2 separate regions of the Mus musculus genome follow, and region 2 is linked to region 1. A link is a contact called in public Micro-C data. All regions are on one chromosome and are shown on one strand. The core of a region is the stretch at or near the end of the contact, and the rest is flanking DNA. Distances in the headings are between cores, read along the strand shown. Region 1 has its middle 33 kb from the start of Hcar2. Region 2 holds the start of Hcar2 (hydroxycarboxylic acid receptor 2).

Region 1 (6,425 bases), core at 1,134-3,633:
CCATTATAGATGGGGTGGGAGGGATGGAAAGATGGTAAGAGCTATAGGGCGGGAAGCCCGGAGCAGAACAGCATCTTCCAGACCAGTCAGGACTGCTGCAGTTCCAAACTCACAGAAGCTGTGATTGCCTGAACAAGATCAAACCAGTTAACGCTCCTTTACTTACGAAATTACTGAAATTATTAATTATTTTTGGCTACTCAATCTCAGAATAAAATGAGTGCTTATGCCGGGCAGTGGTGGCACACGCCTTTAATCCGAGCACTCACAAGGCAGAGGCAGGGAGATTTCTGATTTCGAGGCCAGCCTGGTCTACAGAGTGAGTTCCAGGACAGCCAGGGCTATACAGAGAAACACACTGTCTTGAAAAAAAAAAATGAGTCCTTATATGTTTCATAGTCACAAGGACACATGACAAGGGACAGAAAGTGGGAAGTTAGTTAGCACTGACTAACTTCCAGGGAACAGGATGAGTTTTTGAGACTTACACGTACCCTTCTACATGTCAATCAGAGTGACGCTGCTAACGTTTTAATCCCTTGACCGCTAGAAATGGAGCATCAGTTGATGGAGTGTTCTTTCTCCCCTGGTGACAGAAAGCATGACCTGATAAAAAATGAAATCTGAGCCGGGTGTGGTGGCGCATGCCTTTAATCCCAGCACTTGGGAGGCAGAGGCAGGCGGGTTTCTGAGTTCAAGGCCAGACTGGTCTACAAAGTGAGTTCCAGGACAGCCAGGGCTATACAGAGAAACCTTGTCTCGAAAAACCAAAAAACCAAAAAATAAAAAATAAAGTCCGGGGCTGGTGAGACTCAGAGGGTAAGAGCACCGACTGCTCTTCCGAAGGTCCTGAGTTCAAATCCCAGCAGCCACATGGTGGCTCACAACCATCCATAACAAAAATCTGTTGCCCTCTTCTGGAGTGTCTGAAGACAGCTACAGTGTACTTATGTATAATAATAAATAAATCTTTGGGCTGGAGTGAGCAGAGACTGAGCGAGCTGAGGCTGACCAGAGCTAGCAGGGATTGACTGGAGCGAGTGGGGCCGGTGGAAGCAAGCAGAGGTCTTAAAAATTCAATTCCCAACAACCACATAAAGGCTCACACCTTCACAACAGCTACAGTGTACTCGTATACATAAAATAAATAAATAAATATTTTTTTAAAAATTGAGGATTCTGGGAACTGAACCCAGGTCTTCAGTAAGAACCGCAAGCCCTCTTAACCCCTGAGGCCATCTCTCCAGTCCATTACTTTTCATTTATGGACATGTATGTGTATTTATGTGAGTGTGTGCAAATGCCCATAGAGAGGAGAGGGCGTCAGATCGCTAGGTTGTGAGAACCAACCATGAGGGCTGGGGACTGAACTTGGGTCGTCTGTAAGAGCAATTTGCACTCTTAAAGGCTAAGATCTCCCCAACTCTGTTTACATAGTTTTTGATGGATATTTTAAAAAAAATTTTTTGGAAAACATTTTATATGTACAGGTGTTGTGCCTGCGTGTATGTTTGTATACCATATCCGTGCCTGGTGCCTGTAGAGGCCAGAAGAAGGCATTGTGTTGGGACACCATCCAAGACTGGAGTTGTCCAGGGAGAATTCTGAGTGCGTGAGAGAAAACAAGAGGTTTATGGCTTCGCTGTCTTCCAAATGGAAGTTTTCTTGAAATGCATTTTTGTGCCTCTCCCAGATGTAGCAGATAGGAATGAGCTTACTTCAAATTATTTTTTATTGCTTGCTGATGCTATTCCATTGAATTTTTATTTGTTTTGTTTTGTTTTTCAGTTTTTCTCTGTATAGCCCCAGCTGTCCTGGAGCTCACTCTGTAGGTCAGGCTGGCCTTGGAACTCACAGAGACCTGCCTGCCTCTGCCTCCAGAGTGCTTGCATTAAGGGCAGGTGTCATCACCACCAAGTTCAATTAAACATTTAAACTATCCTTTCTATGCCGATGTGGAAAAAACGTGTTTGCCATTTGTGGTTTGTCCTTGTGATTGTACACAGCTTGAACTCATGAGGACTTTACTCCTGTGGTTTCTCTTTAACCTCCGAGTGTAAACTGTCTGGGGACCTGAATCAGCATCGCTGTGGCGGGAGACTTCAGTCTGCTCATTTAGCGGCTCCGTTCTCCCAGCTCCGAAACTTTATTTAGGGATGTAAGCGCGTGTGGTGGTTGGAATAGAAGCCAGGTCCTCTACAAAAGCAACAGATGTCCCTAGCCACTGAGCCACCATCTCTCCAGCCCCGTGGTGGATTGTTTGAGTAAGAGAGTCAGCCTATTTGAAAGCCCACAGAGATTTGCCTCACTGACACAAGACACTGATAGTCCAAGCAGGAGTTTATGAGAGTTTAGTAACCTGTCAAGATTTGAGATCAGGCACCCTCACATGAGAAGCTGCTACACACACTTGGGTATGTCCTATTCTCTATGACTGTCCCTTTCAGAAGCCACACCCAAGCTTTTTTCTTCCTGGTGCCTCTCTTTGTCTGACCCCTTGTGTTTAAGCTTAGATTTAAAATCTCTTGGGCTGCTGAGATGCTCAGCAGATAACAGAGCTCAGACTGACAACCCGAGTTCAAACGCTGAGACCCACGTGGTAGGAGATAACCGACTCCCGCAAATTGTCCTCGGACCCCCGTGTGTGAGTCATAAAATGTGCACAGGAGCGCATGTGTGCGTGCACACACGTACACACACACAAAGTAAGTAAATAAATGTAATCTAAAAAATTGTAGAGCTAATGAGGGCTTTCATCACGTCTGAAGCAACAGTGCATCCTCTGTATTGGAAGAGATGACGCAGGGAGGAAAGAGAAGGAAGTGGTATTGCTTCAAAAACAAGGCTTGTTGGCTAATTTTTGCCAGTGTCCCTATATCTAGGCTTCATTAACATTTTAAGTCCAAAAATGGTTGCATAATGCACAGCACATACTATATTTTATACCTCAGAAAAAGAGAAGTGGCAATTTACAAAATCGCCCTGACTACTTTTGGTCCCATGATGTCACGTGCCTACCCTTGGTGTCGTGGTCATACGGGAGCCATATGTCTAGGAAAAGTTGCATCATCAAACCCCAGGAACTGGTACAGTGGGGTGTCTTCCTCTGTTTTAGTGCCCCGTGGCCATCAGTTATATACTAATGACCATTCTATGGTTATAAATTTACTATGTAAAAAGATACAAACTGTGCGCCCTGGGCTGCTGTGTCTCAGTGGTAGCCTGTTTGCATAGCATGCATGAGGCCAGGGGTTCGGTCCCCAGCATTGCCAATAACAAAAGAGTTCTGCAGTGTAGTCTCTTAGTAGAAGGCCTTTTTCTTAGGAAGCTATTTTCTTGTGTCTAAGTCGAGGGTCATGGTGTCATTTTTCTGATTTATGTTTCACTCATAGCCCTGCAGGGAACGGGGAGTGTACCTGATAGGATAAAATAAGAATGTGTATGTTAAAGGTTGTAAGATAATGAAAAAGAGGCCAGGCACAGGGTGACACAGGCCTTTAGTCCCGGCACCTGGGAGGCAGAGGCAGGTGGGTCTCTGTGAGTTCAGGGCTGACTTCACTGAGGCTGGCTGTGAGTGTTTATAGGTCTGCCCTACTTCAGTGGGCTGATTCCAACTCTACGTTTGCCATTGAAGGGTTGCTTTCTCAGTCATGCACGCCAAAATGGCTACCAACATAGCTATCATGTGCTACCATGCCTGCCACCTACCAACATGTCTGTCATGTGCCACCATGACTGCCACCTGTCACCATGCCTGTCACATGGCACCATACCTGGCGCCTGCCCTATGCCTTCCTTACATGATAAATCCTTATTCTTCTGGAACTATAAGTTACAATGAACTTTCTTTTGTAAGTTGCTTTAAGCGTGGTGGTTTATTTATTTATTTATTTATTCACATTACATCCCAGTATCAGCCCCCTATACTCATGGTATTTTATTGCAGCAGCAAAAAGTAACTAATACTCCCTGCCTCAAAAAAGAAAAGACAAGACAGAAAGTGAAAAAGAAGAATGTCATGGTTGTGAGTTTTGGGGGCTTTGCTGTTGGTGTTTACAGAGGTGTCATCTGTCTTGTTTCTGTTCTAAAGACAGAACCCAGAAGTATAGCTGTGGTAACATACACCTTTAATCCCAGCACTCGGGAGGCAGAGGCAGGCGGATTTCTGAGTTGAAAGCCAGCCTGGTCTACCGAGGAGTTTTAGGACAGTCAGGGCTACACAGAGAAACCCTGTCTCAGAAAAACCGAAAAACAAAACAAAGAAAAACAACAGGAGTTTGTTCTCTCTCACTTCTGGAGAACAAAGGGTACGGTTTGAACCTTCAGGCTCCCGGCCTAGTGGAGATATTTTTTTTAAAGATTATTTATTTATTTATTTATATGTAAGTACACTGTAGCTGCCTTCAGACACTCCAGAAGAGGGAGTCAGATCTTGGATGGTTGTGAGCCACCATGTGGTTGCTGGGATTTGAACTGCGGACCTTCGGAAGAGCAGTCGGGTGCTCTTACCCACTGAGCCATCTCACCAGCCCTAGTGGAGATATTTTGAAGGTTGGGGAATGTTGGGAATGGGGCCTGGTCAGTAGGGACCAACGTTTGAAAGCTTACCTAGCGGGCTTTCTTGGCTTTCCTGGTCAGCCTTGATATGCTGCTATATGCCTCACTATCGTGAGCATGCACCGTTATGCCTTCCCAATATAATGGACTCAAATCCCTCTGAAACCCTAAGCCAACGTAAATCAGTGTTGGCTAATTTTCTGTCGATTTGACACAAGCTAGAGTCACCTGATAGGAGGGAAACCGAGTTGAAAAAAATCCCTTTACAAGCTCAGGCTGTGGGCAAGCCTGTAGGGCATTTTCTTCATTAGGGGTTGAGGGAGCAGCCCATTCTGGGAGGCGCCACCTCTGGGTGGGTGGTCCTGGGTTCTCTAAGAGAGCAGGCCAAGCAAGCCACGGGGAGCAAGCCAGTAAGCAGCACCCCTCCTTGGCCTCTGCATCAGTACCTGCTCCAGGTTCCTGCCCTGAATTCCTTTGATGATAAACAGTGATGTGGAAGTGTAAGCAATAAACAAACAAACAAAAAACACCTTCCCTCTCCAATTTGCTTTAGTCATGTCACAGCAATAGTAACTCTAACTTAGACTAAATCTTTGCCCCCTTAAGTTGTTTTTTCTTAGTCACTCGATTAGAGCATCTCCAAGTGACTAATACATCCCATTTCCCAAATCCAGGCTCTTGGTTTCTGCAGGATGTGGCACCCTCCAGTTAAGTCCTAAAAGAATGAGTCTGGAGCTGGAAACATGGTTTAGTTGATAAAGTGTTTGCCACGTAAGCAGGAGGGCCTGAGTTTCAATCCCTAGCGCTCACACTAAAAAGCCAGGCTCAGTGGTTCAAAGGCCATGATCCCAGCCCTGGGGAGGTGGAGGGAGGCCAATCCCTTGAACCTGCTTGCCAGTCACTCTGGCCTGGAGAGCAGTGAGGGGTCAGTGGGACAGCTCAGTACATAGAGCACGTGCTGTGTAACCTGATGGCCTGAGTTCTGTCTCCAGAACCCATGGTGGAAGGAGAGAACTGGCTCCCAAAAGTTTTCTTCTGATCTGATCTCCATATGTGTGCTGTGGTATATGGGTGCCTGCACACACACACACACACACACTCACACACACACACTCACTCACACACACACTCACACTAAGAGCAAAGCAGAGCCAATGAAGATGGCACAGAAGATAAAGATGCCTGGCCCCAAACCTGAGCACCTGAGTTGGATCCCTGGTGGAAGAAGAGAACTGATTCCTGCAAATTGTCCTCTGAGTTCCACACTTGTGTTGTAGTGTGCATAACACGCAGACACATAGACACACACACACACACACACACACACAGAAAGAGAGTTAAATGGATACATAAAAAAATAGGTAACAAGAAATGAGAGACACCCAGTGTCAGGTGCTGTCCTGCACACACTTGCACACACATGCTGTCTCTCACACACGTAAGCACATGCACACCAGCACACACAGAGAAGTCTGAGGTCTGAGGATGTTGTTCTTCCTCCTCCTCCTCCTCCTCTTCCTCCTCCTACCCCTCCTCCTCCCCCCCTCCTCCTTTCTCATTAGTGCTCTCCTCAGTTTGGGGCTGTGACACCCCATTTCTGCCTCTGTCATCATGGCCTCCTCCCTGTGCATCTCTGTCTTCTTCTTCTTCTTCTTCTTCTTCTTCTTCTTCTTCTTCTTCTTCTTCTTCTTCTTCTTCTTCTTCTTTTCCTCCTCCTCCTCCTTCTCCTCCTCCTCCTCCTTCTCCCCCCCCCCCCTCTCTCTCTCTCTCTCTCCCCCCCCTCTCTCCTTATTGTATATATAATGTTCTCCTTGCATGTATGCCTGCACACCAGAAGAGGGGACCAGATCTCACTATAGATGGTTGTG
Region 2 (6,425 bases), core at 1,211-3,710, 34 kb after region 1:
TTAATCTGTATCCAGCTCGGGAGGAAAAAAAAAAAAAGCCTCATCTTGCCAAAGGATCTAGGAGGGACAGAAACTGGAAATGAAAGTACAACAGAAACTTCTTGTTTCTCAACTGGCACGATGCAACCTGGTACATCTCCTTTCTGGCTCTAAACTGGGAACTGAAACCATTCCATAGGAAGCTCCTCTTCCTTCTCCTAGGGGTGGAAAAAAAAAGCCCACTCTGGTCTGATTCTTTTTTTAATATACAGCTATTAATAGCAATGTTCACCGAACTGCAAAGGGAAGAACTCCGCTGTAAACTTTTCGGTATAGCCTTTAAAACCTAACTACCTTACATATTCCCCACCGGTGCCGTTCCCCTTGGCTGTCTCAAGGCAGGGCTCTTCTGCACCCTTCTGTGTTTTTGCAGTATACTAGATCTTCCTGCTAGGATACAGTTCATAACCCAGGTCTTAAGTAAGAAGACCGTTTCTGTGAACCCTAACCCAGACAAAATGCTGCAGCAGCCTGTGTCTCCTGTCGAAATTTATTGAAATGGTAGATGTTAAAGTACAGAAACCCAAGTAATGAACCGCCCCCCCCCCCCCAACCATGGACACAGTTGAATTCCTTTTACTAAGAAACGCAGACAGAGGAGGGAAGCCACTGTTTCCCCAAAGCCTTTTAAAGCTCAGCTGAATTTGTTATTGTTTCTCTCCAGCACTGAGTTCAGTCCCTCCTGGGGCTAACCCCCTCTTACCACCTTTGGAGACTTGGAGAACAATCAAATCTTTTGCATCTCCTCCCCTCTTTAGCATTTCTGCTAAAGTCTGGCTGAAAGGTATACTGGTCCCACCGAACACAAGTGACCAACTGGCTTATCAGTGACATCTGGGTAGAGATCCCCTCCAGTTTCGTGGATCTCCTTGTCCTCACTGGGGCCCACGGACAGGCTAGGTAGGACCCTAGGACGAAGAGCCATCCGTGACTTTGAGCAGAACTGAGGTGTGTCTGGGTGCATCTGGGACTCAAACTCTGCAGGACTCTGTCTTCTTCAGTCCTGTAAGCTTGGAAGGCTGAGAAGTTTCCACTGTCTGGAAACTCTGCTTTCTGTTCCTCTGAGATTTTCTATGGCTGCACCTCGCAACCAAAACTGCTCACTGCACCACGCCGTTTCTCTAAATTCGATTCTCCGAATCTAGAAGTTCCAAGAAAGCGTAAGCCAAATCTGAAGATGTTACCCTGTTCAACGAACGGCCAAATCGCCTCTCCAGAGAGCACAGGCCTGAGCGGCAATCTCCCTTCTTGTCATAGTAACTTAACGAGATGTGGAAGCCAGATAAGGGGGGCTGCCTGGCTCACTGGGGTCAGCCATTAGCGCCCCTGGAATACTTCTGGTTGTGCTGGGGTCCCCCGTGAGCTCCACACTAGTGCTTCGGTTATTATCGGGTTCACCCAATGTTTTCTTTCGAAGGCAGCGGTTGATACACGTGGAGAAGAAGTTGGGGAAAGATGGGCTGGAGAAATAGTAGACCACAGGGTCCAGCATGCTGTTCATGTAGGTAAAGCTAAGGGTGGTAAAGAAAGCCAGGTCCACCGAGGAGTAGATGTCACAGTTGCGTACGTTATATTTGTAGAGAAGCCAGAAGATGCGGATGCGCACAGCCACACTGGGTAGGAAGCAAATGATGAATACAATAGCCACCACCATGATGAAGTTGATGGCCCTCTTGATCTTGGCATGTCTGTCCATCTGTCTCTGCCTCAGGCTCCAGATGATCCTGCCTGAGCAGAACAAGATGATGGCCAGGGGCAAGAAGAATTCCAAGAGGAACATAGCATCGTGCCACCTGAAGTTGTAACAGATGCTGAAGCTGCTACACAGATATGCCTCGCCATTTTTGGTCATCATGTTTGTATAGAGGAGGTGGACAGTCAGGCCGATGGTGAGACCCCACAAGAAGCAAGAAATGATGGCCGCCGTCCGGTTGGAGATCTTGTTCAAGAAGTGGTGTGGATGGACCACCCGGAAGTAGCGGTCCACAGCCACCACGGTGAGGAAGATGATGCTGCCCTGTCGGTTCATAGCCAACATGAAGAGCATCACACGGCAGGGGATGCCTCCGAACCTCCAGTCCCAGTTATGGACATAGTTGTCCGTCAGGAACGGCAGGCAGATGATCAGGAGAAAGTCAGCCACGGCCAAGTTGAACAAGAAAATCCGGCTGGATTTCCAGGACTTGAGGTGGAAACAGAAAATCCACAAGGCAAGGCCATTGCCCAGGAGTCCGAACACAAATTCCAGCCCCAACACCGGTGGCAAGACCTTGGCGATGTTTTCATCTCGGAACACACAGCAGTTCTTGCCGTTTATCACTAGAAAATGGTCTGACTTGCTCATGAGTGGATCTGGCCAGTCCAGCTTCAGAGTGCCTCACCTAGCGAAGGCTCAAGGCGAGTGTGTGTCTGTGTGGTGAACGTGTGGTTCAGCCCTCGGCTTTATGTCATGTCAGGGTGTTGAAAGAGATGACTGAATGGTTACCAGGAAACTACGAAATCATTTAAAAAAAAAAAAGGCTAGCAAGGCTCTTATGCAACTTACTGTTTGCATAAACAAGTAATAAAAAAAAAGTCCCCTGGGCAGACGGGAACCCACAAATTTTTCTAAACGTAAAGGATAAGTTTAGGCAAGCCGACTGTCAGAGGTGGACGAGTCAGATCTGAGGGCATTCCTTCTGAAGGCTGCAGGCATGCATGCTGGCTAGGTGATTGGCCTCGGAGAATCCATTCACTGCAATTTGCTTAGCTGACAATAATTAATAAATTAACAAGGGCAGTAACCATGCACTGTGCTAAAAGAACAGTCAGGCTTTCCAGGAGCAGTAAGAGTTCGTGTGAAATTCTACTATGCATTGGTAATGTGGATACGGTTTCCTCTGTCTGTCTGTCTGTCTGTCTCTGTCTCCCCCACCTCCTTGTTTTCTTTCTAGGATTTATTTTTATTTTTGCATGCCTGTCTATGTGGCTATGTACATACAACAACAGCCCCAGAGGCTATTGGATGCCCTGGAGCTAGAGTTATAAGACAGTTGTCATCCACCCCAATGTGGGGATAGGGAGCTTAATGCAGGTCCTCTGCAGGAGCAGCGGGTGCTCCTAACCCCCAACTCAGTTCTCTAGCGCCGTGCTCTTTTTCCTTTTTTCCTTCCTCTCAGATAGATGTCTCCTCTTGTTACGTCTCCCAAGCTGGCTTCTCCATCTTCCTGCTTCTTCTTCCCGAGTGCTGGGATTGCAGACACAGCGCCTGGATGTGTGGTATTCGTAGAAATGGCTCTGATTTCAAGCCTCAAGAGGGTGCAGAAAGATAACATTTCCTTTCTCTCTCTTTTTTTTAAAGTGTGATTAAGTGTCATCTTACAGAGTATCTACCATTGACTATCTACTTTGAGTTTGAAATTAGAAATTGGAAATTTGCCAGGTGGTAGTGGTGCATACCTTTAATCCCAGTACTCGGCAGGCGAAAGCAGGTAGATCTCTGAATTTACCTGCTCTACAGATCGAGTTCCAAGACAGCCAGGGCTAGACAGAGAAACTGTCTCAAAAAAAAAAAAAAAAAAAAAAAAAAAGAGGAAATGTGTCCCTTTAGCTGCCTACCCAAATCCTCAATGGCATTTGACGGACCTTGTAGTCTAGACTCAGGGTGACCTGATCTTGGATCCTATAGGATCAGGATACTTCATGGAGACTGTGACAATGAAGATGACAACTTTGAGATTGGTGGTGCCCACATTGCAGTTTCCAGTGTTCCAAATTCCATGTCTTGAAACTCCATGTTTGCCCATTTTTTTCAAGATTGATTTATTTATTTTTATGTATATGAGTATACTGTAGCTGTACAGATAGCTGTGAGCTATCATATGGTTGTTGGGAATTGAACTCAGGACCTCAGCTCGTTCCAGCCCCGCTTGCTCCGGCCCAAAGATTTATTTATTATTATATGTAAGAGCAATCTAGCTGTCTTCAAATGCACCAGAAGAGGGCATCAGATCTCATTATGGATGGTGGTGAGCCATGTGGTTGCTAGGATTTGAACTCAGGACCTTCGGAAGAGTAGTCAGTCCTCTTAACCTCTGAGCCATCTCTCCAATATTGTTTTTTTGTTTGTTTATTTTGTTTTGTTTTGTTTTTTGGTTTTGGGTTTCTGTTTGTTTGTTTGTTTTCAAGGCAGGATTTCTCTGTGTAGCCCTGGTTGTCCTGGAACTCATTCTGTAGACCAGACTGGCCTCAAACTCAGAAATCCCCTGGTCTCTGCCTCCCAAGTGCTGGTATAATATTGTATTTTTTAAAAGACTTTTTGAAACATGTATTTTTTTTAAATTGGGAGAGAGAGAGAGTCTGTGTGTCTGTGTGTTTGTGTGTCTGTCTGTGTATATATGCATGTGAATACAGGTGCCCTCGGAGACCAGCAGAAGGTGCCAGGTTCCCTGAGGCAGGAGTTGCAGATGGATATGAGTTACCTGATGTGGATGCTAGAAATTGAATTCAAGTTCTCAGCAAGAACAAGTGCTCTTAACTGAGACGGACATCTCCAGCCCCTTAAACAGGCTTCTGAGACAGCATCTCCCTATGTATCTCAGGCTGGCCTGGCCTCACTGCTGGCCACGATTGTCCTGTGTGCACGGAGTGCTGGGATTACAGGCTTATGACACGAACCCAGATCACTGCCTCTTCCTCTGCAATTGCCTTGAATGTTAGCTGGCATTGGCACTTGCTTGCCTTACTGCCTGTGGGTGCTGGTAACCCTTCCTCCTGGATAAATGTGAACTTACTGAGGGCATGTGTTTTGGCTTGAAAGTAAAAGAGCCCCTGCAGGCTCCCAGGTTTGGAGCACTTGGTCCCCAGCACCTGACACTGTTTTGCAAGCCTGGAGAACTCTGAGGATGGAAGCTGGTAGAGACCAATCACTAGGCCTGGAAAGTTATATCCACTTTAGGTTGAGGTCGGCGCTCCTCTCCCTCCAGGTCCAGGCCTGAGGCACCACAGACTGGGCTGCTTGATGTCACAATGGACTGTGACACACCAAAACAGATCTCTTCTAAGTTGTTTTTGTCTGGTATTTGGTCACAACAACAACAACAACAACAACATGAAAGTAACCCACACAACACCCCTGAAGTAATCCTATGGGGTTTGATGAACTGGAGAGAAACAACTAGCCCTGATTGTTGCTGGCATCCAGAATCTGAAAGGGAGTCTCCTTCTTAAGTTTTAGAATTGTATAAATGTGTGTGTGTGTGTGTGTGTGTGTGTGCGCGTGCGTGCGCGCGCGCGCGCAGTAACTGAAGGCTGACTGTGAGTGGCTTCTTGAGCTGTTGTTGCCCACAGAACTCATTGTCTGGCCAGCCAATCCCAAGAGTCACTTGTCTTGACCCCACCAACCAGCACGGGGACTACAGACACGCATCACCATGCCCGACTTCATAGTGCTGTGGAGCTAACCTCAGATAAAGTGTTTGCATAGCACATCCTTTGTCCACTAAGCAATCGTACCCTTAAAATTAAAAAAAAAAAAAAAAGGTAAGCATTAAACCGAGGATCCTGTAATCCTAGTTCTTAAGAGGCTGAAAGATTTGGAATTCAAGGCCCTTCTCAGCTCTAGATGGAGTTCAAGGTCAGCCTGAGCTACTTGAGACAGTCTCAAGACAAACAAAGGCAAACCAACTAACAGCAAGAAGGAAAAAAAAAAAGCCATTATATAGGTTAGCTTTTATTGTCAATTTAATACAACCTAGAAACAATTGGGTAGAGTCTCAATAAGGGATCTCTGCATTGTGTTTGCCTGTGGGTATATCTGTAGGAAATTGTCCTGATTGTGTTAACTAATATAGGAAGACCTAGCCCACCATGGGTAGCACCATTCCCTAGGCCAGGGGATCCTGAAGTATATAAGAATAGAGAAACTGAGCTGAGTGTAACACAAGTGAGTGAGCGAGGTTGCATAAGTTCATCTCTCTCTGCTCTAAGTGTGGATATAATGTAACTAGCTGCCTCAACTTCTCCCCTTTACTTCCTCACAATAGCGAACAAGAATGGCAAATTGAAATAATCCCTTTTCTGCCAATGCTGGTTTTTGCAGGGGTATTTCTCATAGCAAACAGAAATGAAACCAGACAGTCATGGATAATTCTGCTTGCTTGCTTTCTTTCTTTCTTTCTTTTTCTTTCTTTCTTTCTTTCTTTCTTTCTTTCTTTCTTTCTTTCTTTCTTTCCTTCCTTCCTTCTTTCTTTCTTCTTTTTCTTTTTCTTTTTCTTTTTCTTTTTCCTTTTCTTTCTTTTTCTTTTTTTAGACTGGATTTCTCTGTGTAGCCCTGAAACTTCTTCTGTAGACCAGGCCTCCAACTCAGAGATCCACTTGCCTCTGCTTCCTGAGTTCCAGGATTAAAG

The links. A called contact is a pair of places that touch in the nucleus more often than the background predicts.
Region 2: a Micro-C map of macrophages shows a contact between it and region 1, with 10 times the contacts expected there. The contact joins the promoter of Hcar2 here to the enhancer-like site in region 1. A contact is called at or near these places in 16 of 39 promoter capture datasets (the 3T3-L1 cell line, 3T3-L1-derived adipocytes, the C10 cell line and 10 more), 1 of 15 datasets of contacts at CTCF or cohesin (the NIH/3T3 cell line), 20 of 484 Hi-C or Micro-C datasets (CD4 T cells, ECoMG-derived neutrophils, bone marrow and 13 more), 10 of 115 datasets of contacts at active chromatin or transcription factors (the 230-238 cell line, the HPC-7 cell line, bone marrow-derived dendritic cells and 6 more) and 6 of 9 other capture datasets (adipose tissue, bone marrow-derived macrophages, embryonic stem cells and 3 more).

What each region holds. Positions count from the first base shown.
Region 1 is chr5:123,829,583-123,836,007 of GRCm38.p6, forward strand. No RefSeq gene overlaps it. Among named protein-coding and RNA genes, the nearest start is that of Hcar2, 33 kb to the right of the region's middle. Within about 2 kb of position 2,384, at least 37 of the 459 cell types and tissues checked have an H3K27ac peak or open chromatin away from gene starts, as enhancers often do. A contact at or near this core is called in ECoMG-derived neutrophils, bone marrow, bone marrow-derived macrophages and 6 more, where this site is marked.
Region 2 is chr5:123,863,056-123,869,480 of GRCm38.p6, forward strand. It overlaps Hcar2 (hydroxycarboxylic acid receptor 2), which reads right to left and starts at 2,461. Exons shown (of 1, transcript NM_030701.3): 1 at 515-2,461. The coding sequence starts at 2,383. The coding sequence ends at 1,301.